Linked DNA regions of Triticum aestivum: region 2 is linked to region 1. Evidence: chromatin contacts called from public Hi-C data. All regions are on one chromosome and are shown on one strand. Each heading gives the region's core, a stretch centred on a gene start, on an enhancer-like site or on the middle of the called end of the contact. The rest is flanking DNA. Distances are from core to core; before and after follow the strand shown.

Region 1 (6,305 bases), core at 1,502-4,001:
AACTGTTTTTACTGCAATATTCAAAACTGACGCTGATGCAACAAATGAATGATATCTGGGCCAAAAGAATTCGATACTTAGAATTTGTATGGATAAAATACAAAATATGCAATTCCATATATGGAGATCGTTACCACATGGCACATGTGGTAGGCAATTCAAACTTGATGAAAATAAATATGGAGATCGTTGTAACTTCACAAGCATTCAGGATCAAATTAGATACACTAAAGATATGAAATAATTATAATACCAGGTTTGACATCAGTAAAATTAACTCTTGAATAATGAAACTCTGAATCAGTACCAAGATGAATATCTTTTGGAAGAAATGAAGGATCCCAGCGTTCCAATTCCTCCGCCCAAGTATAACGCAGAACAGCTGGACACACTATTAATAGAGGGCCCTCGTCCTTGAAGCAACAAGCTATTGCAATTGCCTGCATTTAAATAAATGAGAACATACTGCTTCCCCATTCTGTTCAAGAAAATAATACTGCTTCAACATGGGGGAAAAAATTACGCTCAAAAGCAGATATGATGATTTCTTCATAAGGTCTAAAAAGCAAGTGCTATATAATTAACTGTTCAGTAAAATAGACATAAAATTCCTAATCCGTTACTGCCCAAAATGTATTGATGCAAGCTCAATATCAGTGTGCTCAATATCCATATGCCAATTTACTGTATTTTGCAAGTTGTAACACCGTGGAACAAACAATTTTCTGCATATAAACTATCCGCACGATAGTTATACACAAAATACAATATGCTCACCTGGAGAGTCTTGCCAAGCCCCATCTCATCTGTAATAAGGCAGCGCCCTTGCCTCCGAAGCCCAAATTTCACACCTTCAAGTTGGAAGGGTAGAAGTGCATCTCGTAATCGACGTGGCAGCTTCATGAGAAGCTCGTCAACTTCTTTATCAGAAGCGCAGTTTGTGCCAGCATTTTGAACAGCACGGCTTGTTCTATAAGGTATATCTTGCACAACAACGCCAGTCAACTTCTTCAAGCATTGCAACACCAGCTCATAGTGCACAAGTTTAAAGACAGAAGAAACATGCCCGCTTTGACTTTGTGTTGTGGAGAATGGTACAGCCTACCAACAATAAGAGGGAAGATATCAGTTTAGATTCTAGACCAAAAGGCTTATCATCCAGAAAAGGGACTAAGAAGTAAGAACCAGATGAAAATAATTATTACAGCAGAAGTTTACATTTTATGCTTAAAAGCATCCACAAATTATTCGATCCCCAAAAGGATTACTCTAAAATGTGATATAATCACCATTTACTCCCTTCAGTCCTATAAAAGCTGCCATTTCAGACATCTTCGCGGTCTTCAAAATACATCTTGGATCGTTAACTTCTATTGCAATATATCTATAAAATCCAAAAATGAATATTGCAGAAGTACTTTCTGAAACAGATTCACACATAGGATTTTCAAGTATCTAATCTAAACATTTTGCAAAGATGTTATCAATCAAAATATCAATAGTTTGACTATATATTCTTGTCCAAAAGGTATGTTTTATAGAAGCGAATACTGTGAAGATAACTTAGTGGCACAATCATTTACAGATTAAAAAGGTGACAGTGAAATATGGATGAAATAACAGTTGCTGGCACTTTATATACTCAAATATTAGTTGCGGCATTCGGTAGGTACCAGCAATTGCCCATAAAGCTGATATCTGGAAGGCCAAGCAAATTCTTCAACGCTCGGCAGTTAGGCCAAAAGGCGGGGCATTGTCAGGGTTCGACCTCCAATGTTTGCGTCTAGCATTCTATTGCATAGAGCCATAGACAGACAGAAGATTGGGCAAAGTATGTTTGGAGCAAGGTCGTTGAGGTGATTATCCATGTGAAGGTATGAATGGGTTGATTTGGCGATGGCACAGGGGATTAGATCACTAGGCTATGAGTGAACCAAACCTTCTGACAAAAATCCATATGAAATACAGTATCCATTTAGCAAGAAAATGCTCTAAAACGAGCAACTGGCCAAGAACCCAAATTAAAGAACGGCTATTTGTCAGACACGCGGAATGGGCAAATAACCACCGCGTTCTTCGAGCGGTTCAGGCATGTCGAATCAAAGAACAAAGAATGATCACGAAAACACTGGCAAACACCAAAGCTTTGCCAAGAAATACGAAACAAGACACTTTGAAGAAACTCTTGGTATCAAGGAAGCACGGAATTACTCGCGCATCGCCAAGAAAGAACCAGATCCCTAATCGGAGCCCGAATCAGCAAGAGATGCGTGCACTGGACAAGGATTCAAGAACGCGAGGATCGTACCGAAGCGACGCAGTCCTCGACGGCGCGCAGGCAGTCGGCCTCCCCGGGGAAAGCCTTGCCCTCCGTTCGGCCCACCGTCACCTGGAACTCGTCGGGGCTGCACACCTCCAGCACCGCCCGGAACCCCGTCGGAGGCGCGGGCGGCGGAAGCGGCTGCGGCGGCGGACGCGGGGGCAGAGGATGGGCGATTCTTGGGCACTTGGCGAGCCTGAGCGACTCGGCGGTGGTGCCGGCGGCGGCGGCGGAGCGCTTGAGCCTCTCGAGGGCGGCGAGGCGGCTGGCCTCGATGCGGCGGCGCTGCTCCTCCGTGAGCCGCACGGGCTCCGCCGCGATCTCCATGAACCACGCCCGACTAGCACTAGGGGTTGCGGAGGCGTGGGGGTTCTCTGACAGGGAACGGCGGGCGTTCCGCCGCTGGGGGGAACGGAACGGGGAGGGAGCGGGGAACGGCTAGACGAAGGATATATTGGGCCACCAAGCCCGTGTTTGATATACGCCGCACTGGGCTGGGCTGGGCTGGGCCCCCTCGCCACCAAGCCCGTGTTCTGACGATACCAGAAAGCAAATCTAGACTCCCCTCAAAAAAGAAAAGCAAATCTAGACCGCATGTTCTCCTAAAAAAATCTAGAGCGCATGATCTTACTTGAAAGAAAACAATCTAGAGCAATGGGAAACTGTGTACTGCAGAGGAAGTACAGCAAAGAGCCAAAGAACTTAGGTTAAAAAAAAAAAAAAGAGCCAAAGAACTTGGGGGATGCTGGCAAAATTATACTCCCTCTCTAAAGAAATAATACTCCCTTGTATTTATAAAAAGTCTAGAGCCAAAAAAGAATTCTTATATTATGAGACGGAGGGAGTATAATCTAAAATGTCTTATATTTCTTTATAGAGGGAGTACTTCTCGACTTCGTATCTGTCGTCTGTACAGTAATTTCGATTGGTCAGAGCACCGCCTGTCAAGGCGGAAGCTGCGGATTCAAGACCCTTCAGTCTAATACAAATCGTGCAACTTATATGATCTCCAACTCCAAGCCTCCTACAAGTAAACAAGGCTGTATTTTCAACGGCGGACAACATAAAGAATCAGCAAACTTTGAAAATGATAAACAGGCTCTGGCATAAGCAACAGTACAGATCGATGTAAGCTAAGAGTGTTAAACAGATCTCAATAACATCACACTAGTTATGCAGTTGGAAATAGCATCAACCCATACACCTACACCTGTTCATCAGACAAATTTTGTCCAGTACCCTTACATAGCACACCAATAGGTGAGATGGTGGCCAATTGTGCGATGCTGCACAATTAGCAACTACTCGCTCCATAAAGAAATATAAGTGTTTAGATCTGATCTAAACGCTCTTATATTTCTTTACAGAGGGAGTAACAAACATAAAAAAAGACAAATTTTGTCCAAATCAAAGGACCTATAGGACGACTCCTTCCGTTCCCAAATTTCTATAGCAGCAGGACACGAATCAAGTCAGTAGAAACAAAACAATACAGTTAGGAACAGCACATGAATATATGAGGTCCAATATGGGCACCAATTTTACAACTCGGTCTCATCACACCTTGCTACATATGCTCTGCACATGTAGGACAAGGCGAAAGGTCGGCATGGTCATTACAATGACGAGAACAACAGAGAATCGATCAACAAGCAGAGAAGAGACCACAGAGAAACAGCATTTTCATCTGATGCACCAGTACGGACAACACTGCGGTTAGATGCAAAGCTAGCTGCACGATCTTGTCGCCTTGCAGTTTTGCCGCGCCCATGCCTTCTCGCTGTTAGACACAACCAGGATTCAGAAGCAATATGCCACAAGCCCCAGGACTCCATCTTGCAAACCTGTCACCAACAACCGCTATATTAAGAACATATTTCTTCACTTCAAAAGAAACATATTTTTCAGTCCAAAATGGGAGCCAATTGTGGTCTTGGTTGAACGGCCTGCTCTGGTTGAACAGACTTGCAATTCTGTTCATCATCAAAAGATAGATGTACTGGCTATTGATACGTTGCACTATCATCACATAAGTAAGCTTACATTTATGCTGCCTTATTCTAACTGGCAGTTTTATCGCCAAAATTTATTTTATTAGCTATTCCTAAATATAAGTCTTTTTAGAGATTCCAATAAGGGACTACATACGGAGCAAAATGAATGAATCTATACTCTAAAATATGTCTATATACATCCGTATGTAGTATGTATTGAAATCTCTAAAAAGACTTATATTTAGGAACGGAGGGAGTAAAATATAGGTATATAAAGCTATGAGGTTGGTACATCACACATTTATAGATATATTAGCAGTGACGTTTTCTCCCCAAAAATTTAGAGAGAGAAACAAGAGGGACAGGCAGCTGGAAAACATGGCTGGTCTAAAGAATAAACGGTTAGTATACTTGCGGATTTAACAGAAAAATGGGCAAATGAAATTCTGTGATTCCCAAATTTAGTTATAGCCATGATCCCGGCTTCATTTAAGGAAGTACCATGCACTAAGATTAGTAGATGAGGGGTAGAGCCGGCCTAGTGAGCTTTCTTACTGATATAAACATAGCCACTGATTGTTGTTTGAACAGTGTGTCAAAAACAATGATGTAAACGTATGAGACCAATTTCAAATATTAATTTCTCTGAAACTTTCCGGGCATGAAATTTTGTACAGAATCTAAAAGAAGCATTTTTACACAATGTTCCAGCAACTGCTTGCTGATTCTTTTGGGGTTTCAGGATGTAAATATCATGTGCTGGGTAAACCACACGTATGCAAGATTAAAATAAAACTGAACTAGCCATGTAGCACCTTGATGTACACAATACAAATTGAACACTGTTAATTCTATGACTCTGTTCATTCAAATTGACAGCCCATAGAAATTGGTCTTCTTAAAGAAATTGAAGAGTTAATCTGCCCGCATGACCAAACAATGGATATGCAGCTTGAGTTTCAGTTTGCATCTTCATAAATTAAAAGCTATCAGTCTGTATACCAACAGATATCATAAAGAAATCTATCTGATTATCTTCACAAGTAAGCAATAAAAAATAAACCTTTGAAGATAAAGCTAGCTGCGCTTTGAAAATTAAACTAATGACAGGAACCAAGAAAACATAGCATATCATCACCTGATCAATGTTCCTGATGATTACTCCTCCGGTGCCTCCTCAGAATCCGAGAGAGGTAACAGGGTACCCAATCCAATAACATGTCCATTCAGGCATACAAAGTACTCCACGGAATCATCGTAAGCACCCAGCCTGGCGGAAGCACTCGCCGGCATCATATCAGCGTGCAGCATGTTCCATAGCTTAGCCTTGCAATAGGGGCAAACCTCCGTTGGATGGAACCTAGCCTGCTTCTCAATCAGGATCTTCTTGACCCTTGAAGTGGCAAACGACTTGAAGATGCCACGGAAAAAACCCAGGTCGCCTTCTTCCCCCTGATCGAGATGTTCGCATGGATCGGACACATACAAGACATCCATCCTACACTGCAGAGGCAGGAAGCTCTTGCCTGCGGTCCTTGAGAAGCGCGTCCGGAACACAAAGTGTCCGGGGACATGGATGTTTCCGAACAAGCCCCCCTTTGTGCAGCCGTTGCAGTAGATCAGCAGCTTCCCGAGCGCCTTCCAGTTGCCGTCGACAATGTGGCTGCCGTCGGAATGCAGATCCAGCATCATCTTGGGCGCCCTGGCATGGCAGAACTCCTTCCACAGCACCTGCTTGGCGACCTCGTCGAACCACTTGCAGACGCAGGAGAGGTTGGCGATCAGCCTGGGGTTCCAGTTCATGTGGCGGAAGACGAGGAACAGCGCGTCCTCGCTGAGGTGGCCCTTGGTGCAGGAGCAGGACGCCGAGTGCGTGCAGCGGTGCTGCTTCACCACCAGCACCATTTCCGGCAGCCAAAATCACTCCAGCAGCGACCGACGACGACGCCTACCTCCCCATGCGCCCCCGCCTTCTTTCCTGCTCGGATTTA
Region 2 (6,305 bases), core at 2,088-4,587, 480 kb after region 1:
AGCGATGCCGTGGTATGTCGTGTACAAGGGTAAGGTTCCCGGAGTCTACGACGACTGGGAGGAGTGTCGGAGACAGGTTCACCGATTCAGCGGTAACAGTTACAAAGGGTACGCCACTAGGGCCGAGGCCGAATCTAGATACGCCCGCTATCTAGCGGCAGAGGGGAGGGAGCGTTGGAGGAACCGGATGAAGATGAGTTTCATCGTGATGATGCTCATCGTGATGACCGCAGCTCTCTTCTATGTGATGGTAGTTTAGATGATCGATATCGACTTGTAATGTGAAGACAAACTCGCGGTCTCGAGACTTGTAATATAATGTTCTATCTTTGTTCGGTCTTTTCAATTGGAGACTAATATGATGAATTGTATTCGGAGACTAAAATGATGAATTGTATTCAGAGACTAATCTTCTATTGTATTCGATGAATCTGTTGTTGATGTGTGCTGTCTATATTTTGTCCAATTATACATTTTGTAACCTGTGCAAAAAACAGAAAATTAAAAAATAAAAAACCTAATATTCATACTAATGGCGCATCACATCATAGTGCGCCATTAGTATGCCAAAGGATACTAATGGCGCATCACTAAACAGTGCGCCATTAGTATGCCGAAGTTACTAATGGCGCATCCTGTTGTTGTGCGCCATTAGTATGCCAAAGCACCTGGGTATACATGGCCCCCTGGGAGGCATACTAATGGCGCACTGTTGTATATACTAATGGCGCATCTGGGGTGCGCCATTAGTATACCAGATACTAATGGCGTGCTACTAATGGCGCACCACTAATGCGCCATTAATGTCCAAATTAGGTGCGCCATTAGTAGGCCTTTTCCTAGTAGTGTCCCCTTATATAGGCTAGATATGTTAGGGTTTTATAGGGGGAGATGCGATCTAGGCCGCCGCCCTTCTTGTCTTGGGGAGTCGTGGGAACATAGGTGGTTCTATGACTCTAATATCTCCCTCGACTATCGTGAGACCTCAATGCCCATTTTCGTCAATGTCCCATCTTGGCAGAGGTTGGATGTTCGAGCTGCCAGATCCAGATCGAGATTTGAGCCATGAAACTCAATTTTGGGGTGGGATTGTGAGATTTTGAGTTTGAAATTGATGGGGGAAATTAAAAATGGGGCTAGGAAACCCGAGGGAAGGTGGATCAAATCCAACAAAAAATCACGAAAACAACAAATCACTCAAATATTGGTATGTCTATTTTTTGTGTGGATTTTCAAAATTGGCAAGAACGCAATAAATTTAGGCTATAAAAGTGAGGGGAAGGGGTTCCAATTCATGATAACCTTGCTCATGATACCAAATGATGTAGGGCCAAGCCCTAGTTTTCCTGATCTTCACCGATTGGAGGCGAAATTTGGGAGAGATCAAGAACAACACAAGGGGGAAACACATAAGAGGAACACCCTATTGGACAAGATCCACACACAAGCACTCAAATCACAAGGCAAAGGGATGAATCTCAAGCATTCAACAACAACAAAGGAAAAGATACAAATGTAGTTCATCAAATCTCTATGAGATATGGGTCTTGATGATTCACATGGGGAATCCTTCTCCCGTTAGGAGGCCTTGGTAACCACGGATGGTTCTTCTCCCATTAGGAGTTCTTGTTCTTGTAAGAGGGGATATAGCCCACAAAGGGGAGGTACATGAGCTAAGCTCTATGGTTGGAGTTCTAATCTTAGCTAATCCTATAAAGGAGGTGGAGAGAGGTACATATAGGCTGTTCCACAAAAGGGGTAAGTGGGAAAGGGGCACATGGGCTTTTGGCCCAAGACTACACGTAGGAAGGGGCCGGATGCCCGGATTTTCAGGTAATGAAGGGTCGGATGCCCGAACCGACGTTCAGATGTCCGGGTAGGCTCTAGTGTCTGGTCTCCGTGGGGACGTGTTCCATGTGCCAGATGTGTGGACTGGTGGGGGATGTCCGGCTAGATGATTTGCTCTCTCGACTCCAACCGGATGCCTGGACTGGTGGCTGGACGTCCGATCACTGACTTGTAGTGCATGCATCTTCTTCCATTCCCGCTTCCACACTCCCCTCTTGGTTGGTTGTCGTCCTCTTGTGCTTGCACTCCTCGATACACGTGAAGCTCTCCTTAAACCCATACATGCATGAGAGGGGGTGAAGTAGTATACCATCCAAGAGAGCACCAAGTAGACACGCATAAATGATAAAATTCACCTTAGTATATGTGATGTGTGTCTCCCTTGATGAATGGAGCCAAGTCCATGGTGATGACCCTAGGGTGCTCCGCACCAAAAAGGAAGCAATGTTATTTGACCATGTATTACAATTATATTGACGAATTTTTTCTCAATATATATTATTTTATGGTAAACAATCTGAAAGTGAAATGGTGAACCGATGGCACAACAAGTGATCTTACTGGAAAATACTGGAACCAAAGACCCAAAAGATAGAGTTTAAAACCTAGGTCACCTAAGGAGTAGGCTGAAGCCCAACCTAGGCCTTATAACTATCTCAGCTCAACTCATTTGTTGTAAGAGAATGAAACAATGCTATTGAACCATGTTTTACTATTTGGCATACATTATTGCTCAATATATCTTTTATGGCAAAAAAATTGATAGCAAATCAGCAACACAACTTGTGAAAACCCAAACCGATAACCTCACAGGTTTAATTATCAGTCCATTTTCTTAACCTATGATCTAAACCTACTGTTGTCTTAGGACCATAAGTGCGCATGAGATGGTTGATCACACGAAGTGCAATGGCATCCATCCCATCCCTCCCCAAGTACCGGTGCATCTTTTTAAGAAACACAGAGTATAATATAGACACACACAACGACCACTGAAGACTATAATCACGGAGCTTTAATAATATCGATATCACCATTGTGGTCTTATGATAAAAAATGCATTAACAAGACATCAAATCGTCAAAACACGAGATTTGAGTCGTGGAGATTTAAGATCAATGAAATCACCACTGGCACCTTACTGTCAACAAAACGCTGCCTCATAATAAAAGAAAAGCCACATTAATGAGACAGTAAATCGCCAAAACATCGCCTTTCAATAAAAGAATAATCCGCATTGATGAGACAGTAAACCGTCAAAACACGGCTGTCCACGACCCACGAAATCAGCACTCGCACCTCGATGTCGACAGAAACATCACCTCGCAATAAATAATATCCTATATTACGGAGGTTAAATTCATGATGGACCACCCACCTAACCATCCAACTATGCTGAGATATTCTCACTCACTGAAAGTGACTGTTGGTAACTGACATGTGGACCCGCCAGGTGGCAGGCCCCACGTATCAGCCCCCAAAGTCGGGGCGCGCAGTACACTCGTCACAGAATGTGCGCCCCATCCAACTGAACCTTTTTATGCAACGGGGAAACCAATGCGGCCGAGCAAGGAGACAGTGGCGCCACCCGCCGCTTTCCCAGCCCTCTCCTCCCCTCCGCCCCGCTCCAAAAACCACCGCGCCGCGCCGCGCTTCGCCGTCGTCAGCGGCCATGGACGTCGCCCCCGGCGAGGAGCCCCCAGCGGCGCCCTCTGGTGAGCATCCTCCTCCCGCTCCTCCCCTCCCTGGACGTGACGTGATCCCACCGTGGCGGGTTCTCTGCTACGCCTACGCCGGTGGTATCGGGTCTGGCCTCGCGCGCGGCCGGTGGGGCTTTCGCGTCGGCATAAATATGGCCGGTGCTGCATTTGCGTTCGCGTTGTTGGGAAGAGGGGTTGGGCTGGGTGGATTGGGATTCATGGCGGTCCGGGATTTTGTCAGGGTTGGACGGGGCTGAGAAGATTGCGTACCACCATTTTTCACGGGGTCACTTTAGCTCCAAGTCCGGACAACAAAAAAGGGGTCAGTTACGAAAGGGATTTAATATCTTATTTATATAATTCCAAAAATATCCAAAAAAACGAAAGGGATTTAATATCTTTCTTTTGTATAAATAAAAGGGATTTAATATTTGGGTTGACTAGTTTGCGCTTCACATGTTTGGAGCGCAAATGCTCATTTCATCCCTCAAGTCTACTAGAAATGTTCCCCGTGCTGGATGGCAACTCTTTGTCCCAGTCTCCTGCTTGAATCGAGCAAAGTTCCTGGCAGTGTTTTTTTAGTCGGAGGAAATACCACTGTAATAGTTTACTGACACACAACTCTAGGAAACTCAGTTTCCATTTCCTGTACGTGTCATGCGCCCTAAATCGATGCTTCCCTGTTGTGCCAAACCATAGAGAATGGTGTATGCTTATAATTTGTATTTTTTTTTCTCATTCGAAGAGGCTTATGATTTCTATGGAGTGCTGAAATGATGTTAGCATCCCAATTTACCACTTGGGAACTCATTTTGACTCTTGGTACAAAAGCTCTTGCTTGGGCATGGTGTGCGCTTACAGTTAGCGTTCTCTGCAAGTACCATTTTAAGCCTGTTTTGGAGCCTGAAGTTGCTGTTTTTTTGGACTTCTTTTGTTTAGCTTGAGAGCCAAGGTGAGGGGAGAGGTTGATTGCCACTAAATCCATCCATTTGACATTGAAGTTTAGGTTATTTGGGACCTCACCTTGTTGTGTTTTTCTTTTCTTTAGTCGCTCTTTTGGCTGGGCATTCTGAGTATGATTAGAAGCAAAAAACTGTTTTTGAGTTTGTACTAATGCATACTGTAGATGTTTTTGCTAGTGTATGGCTACTAGCTTTATGCATCCTCTGTTCCTGAAATCACGGCGTAGATTTTCTTCTGCTTCCTTTTTCAGTGAAAGAAGGTGCAAGCTTAGTTTTGCACCACAATTTCTGAACCCTCCTGTCATGACACTACGATTATAGGCACGCGTTCCCGCATCCTAGTCTCCACTTATCCCCTGTCTCCTGCACTCTTCTACTTCCTACTTCCTTTTTAGATCCATGCTCATCGTGTTGCTCGACACCCTGCTCGGCTTGCTCGTTGGTGTGGGCACCTGACACCCTTTGTGGCCACTCTGCATCTGCCACTGGCAAAGCCTAGCTGGGTACACCCTCGGCGGCTGTCAACGCCAAGGATATTGACCTCGGCCAGTGTGCTCGTGCGAGCCCAAGGTCAAGTCCGGCGTGAAGTTCTCGCGCCGGCACTGCCACGGTCTCGATCCGGCGTGACCATTCAGCAAAGACAAAGGAGTAAGTGCCAAGCTCCATGGTTTAGGTCCATAAAGAATCATCATAAACAGAGTTGGAAGAGAATTAAGGAGTGGAACACTCTTAGTCAAAACTCCATGGTTTAGGTCCATGGAAGATTGGAGAAGAGAGTGGTGACCATGGTGTTTGGGAAGGTTGTTTTTATAGGTTAACTACAAAATTGGACTCGTATAATCAAATTGGCGCTCATACTCCAAATATTTCAGTGAAGCATCTAATCCCTCCCTTCAAATTCCTTCCCTCCATTTTCATGGAAATTTCAATACTCAAATTTGCGGTGAAGCAATGGTTTTAATCAGTGCCATAATGCAACGTGTAGCCAGTGCCTGGGCCATGCATGAGAACCAGCAGCGCGACGAGGGGTTGCATGGTGCGGGAGGGAGTTTGCGTGGGGCAGGCGTGGGATGCTCGCACGCAATCCTTTGCACGGCTAGCTGGCAGTATCAACGCTGGTGGAGACAAAGGAGCTCAAGCTTGTGTAGGAGGGAGGCAAGTGCGGTGAGATTAGCAGGGGCAAACGAGTCCAGATCAACAAAAATTTCCATGGCCTGCTCCTGTTTTGGTCTTAGTGCCAGAAGATGTGCGCCATGCTTTCAGGAATGGAGGGAGTAAGTTCCATTACTGTTGAATCGGATTGTATCGACTGAAATTCAGAGATCCGTGCCAAAAGTAAGGAACCTATGAGAAAGAAGTCACCCAAAGGTTTACCGGTCAGCACCATGGATATTGGGCTAGCCAGCCTGGGTTTGATCATCAACTCTATCTTAATTTGATTGATACCTAGCTCCTCCAACGCATCACTCTTTTTTTCAGTGTAAACGTATGAGTGATGAATAATAGTGCCTATTTGTTCATCGCTTACTATGCTTGTGTTAAATAAGTGGCGAGTTGGCTACTGCATAATGGTCACTGTATTTTATGATTATTGTAGTTATCCACATGAAAGTGTCTGTGCTTTTAATTATAATTTCCTTGTACGCACATCCTACAATTTCTTGTCCACCTTGGATGCGACTTATACAGAATAGCAGATGAGTATTGCTGATACCAATTTATTTCCTCTCTCTTGTATGATAAGTAATAAATCGTCTATCTTTGTACTTTATAGGCATGTATTACCACAGAAAAA

The links. Hi-C and Micro-C count contacts between places; a contact is called where the count stands out from the background.
Region 2: a contact with region 1 is called in a Hi-C map of leaf, with 6 times the contacts expected there. The contact joins the promoter of LOC123052197 here to the promoter of LOC123052193 in region 1. A contact is called at or near these places in 2 of 5 Hi-C or Micro-C datasets (both in leaf) and 1 of 1 datasets of contacts at active chromatin or transcription factors (leaf).

Annotation. Positions count from the first base shown.
Region 1 is chr2D:135,597,665-135,603,969 of IWGSC CS RefSeq v2.1, forward strand. LOC123052193 (DNA annealing helicase and endonuclease ZRANB3) reads right to left here and starts at 2,752. Exons shown (of 25, transcript XM_044475304.1): 1 at 2,309-2,752; 2 at 778-1,101; 3 at 308-440. The coding sequence starts at 2,647. It also overlaps the pseudogene LOC123052195.
Region 2 is chr2D:136,072,191-136,078,495 of IWGSC CS RefSeq v2.1, forward strand. It overlaps LOC123052197 (protein CHROMATIN REMODELING 35), which reads left to right and starts at 3,338. Exons shown (of 6, transcript XR_006424520.1): 1 at 3,338-3,563; 2 at 6,285-6,305.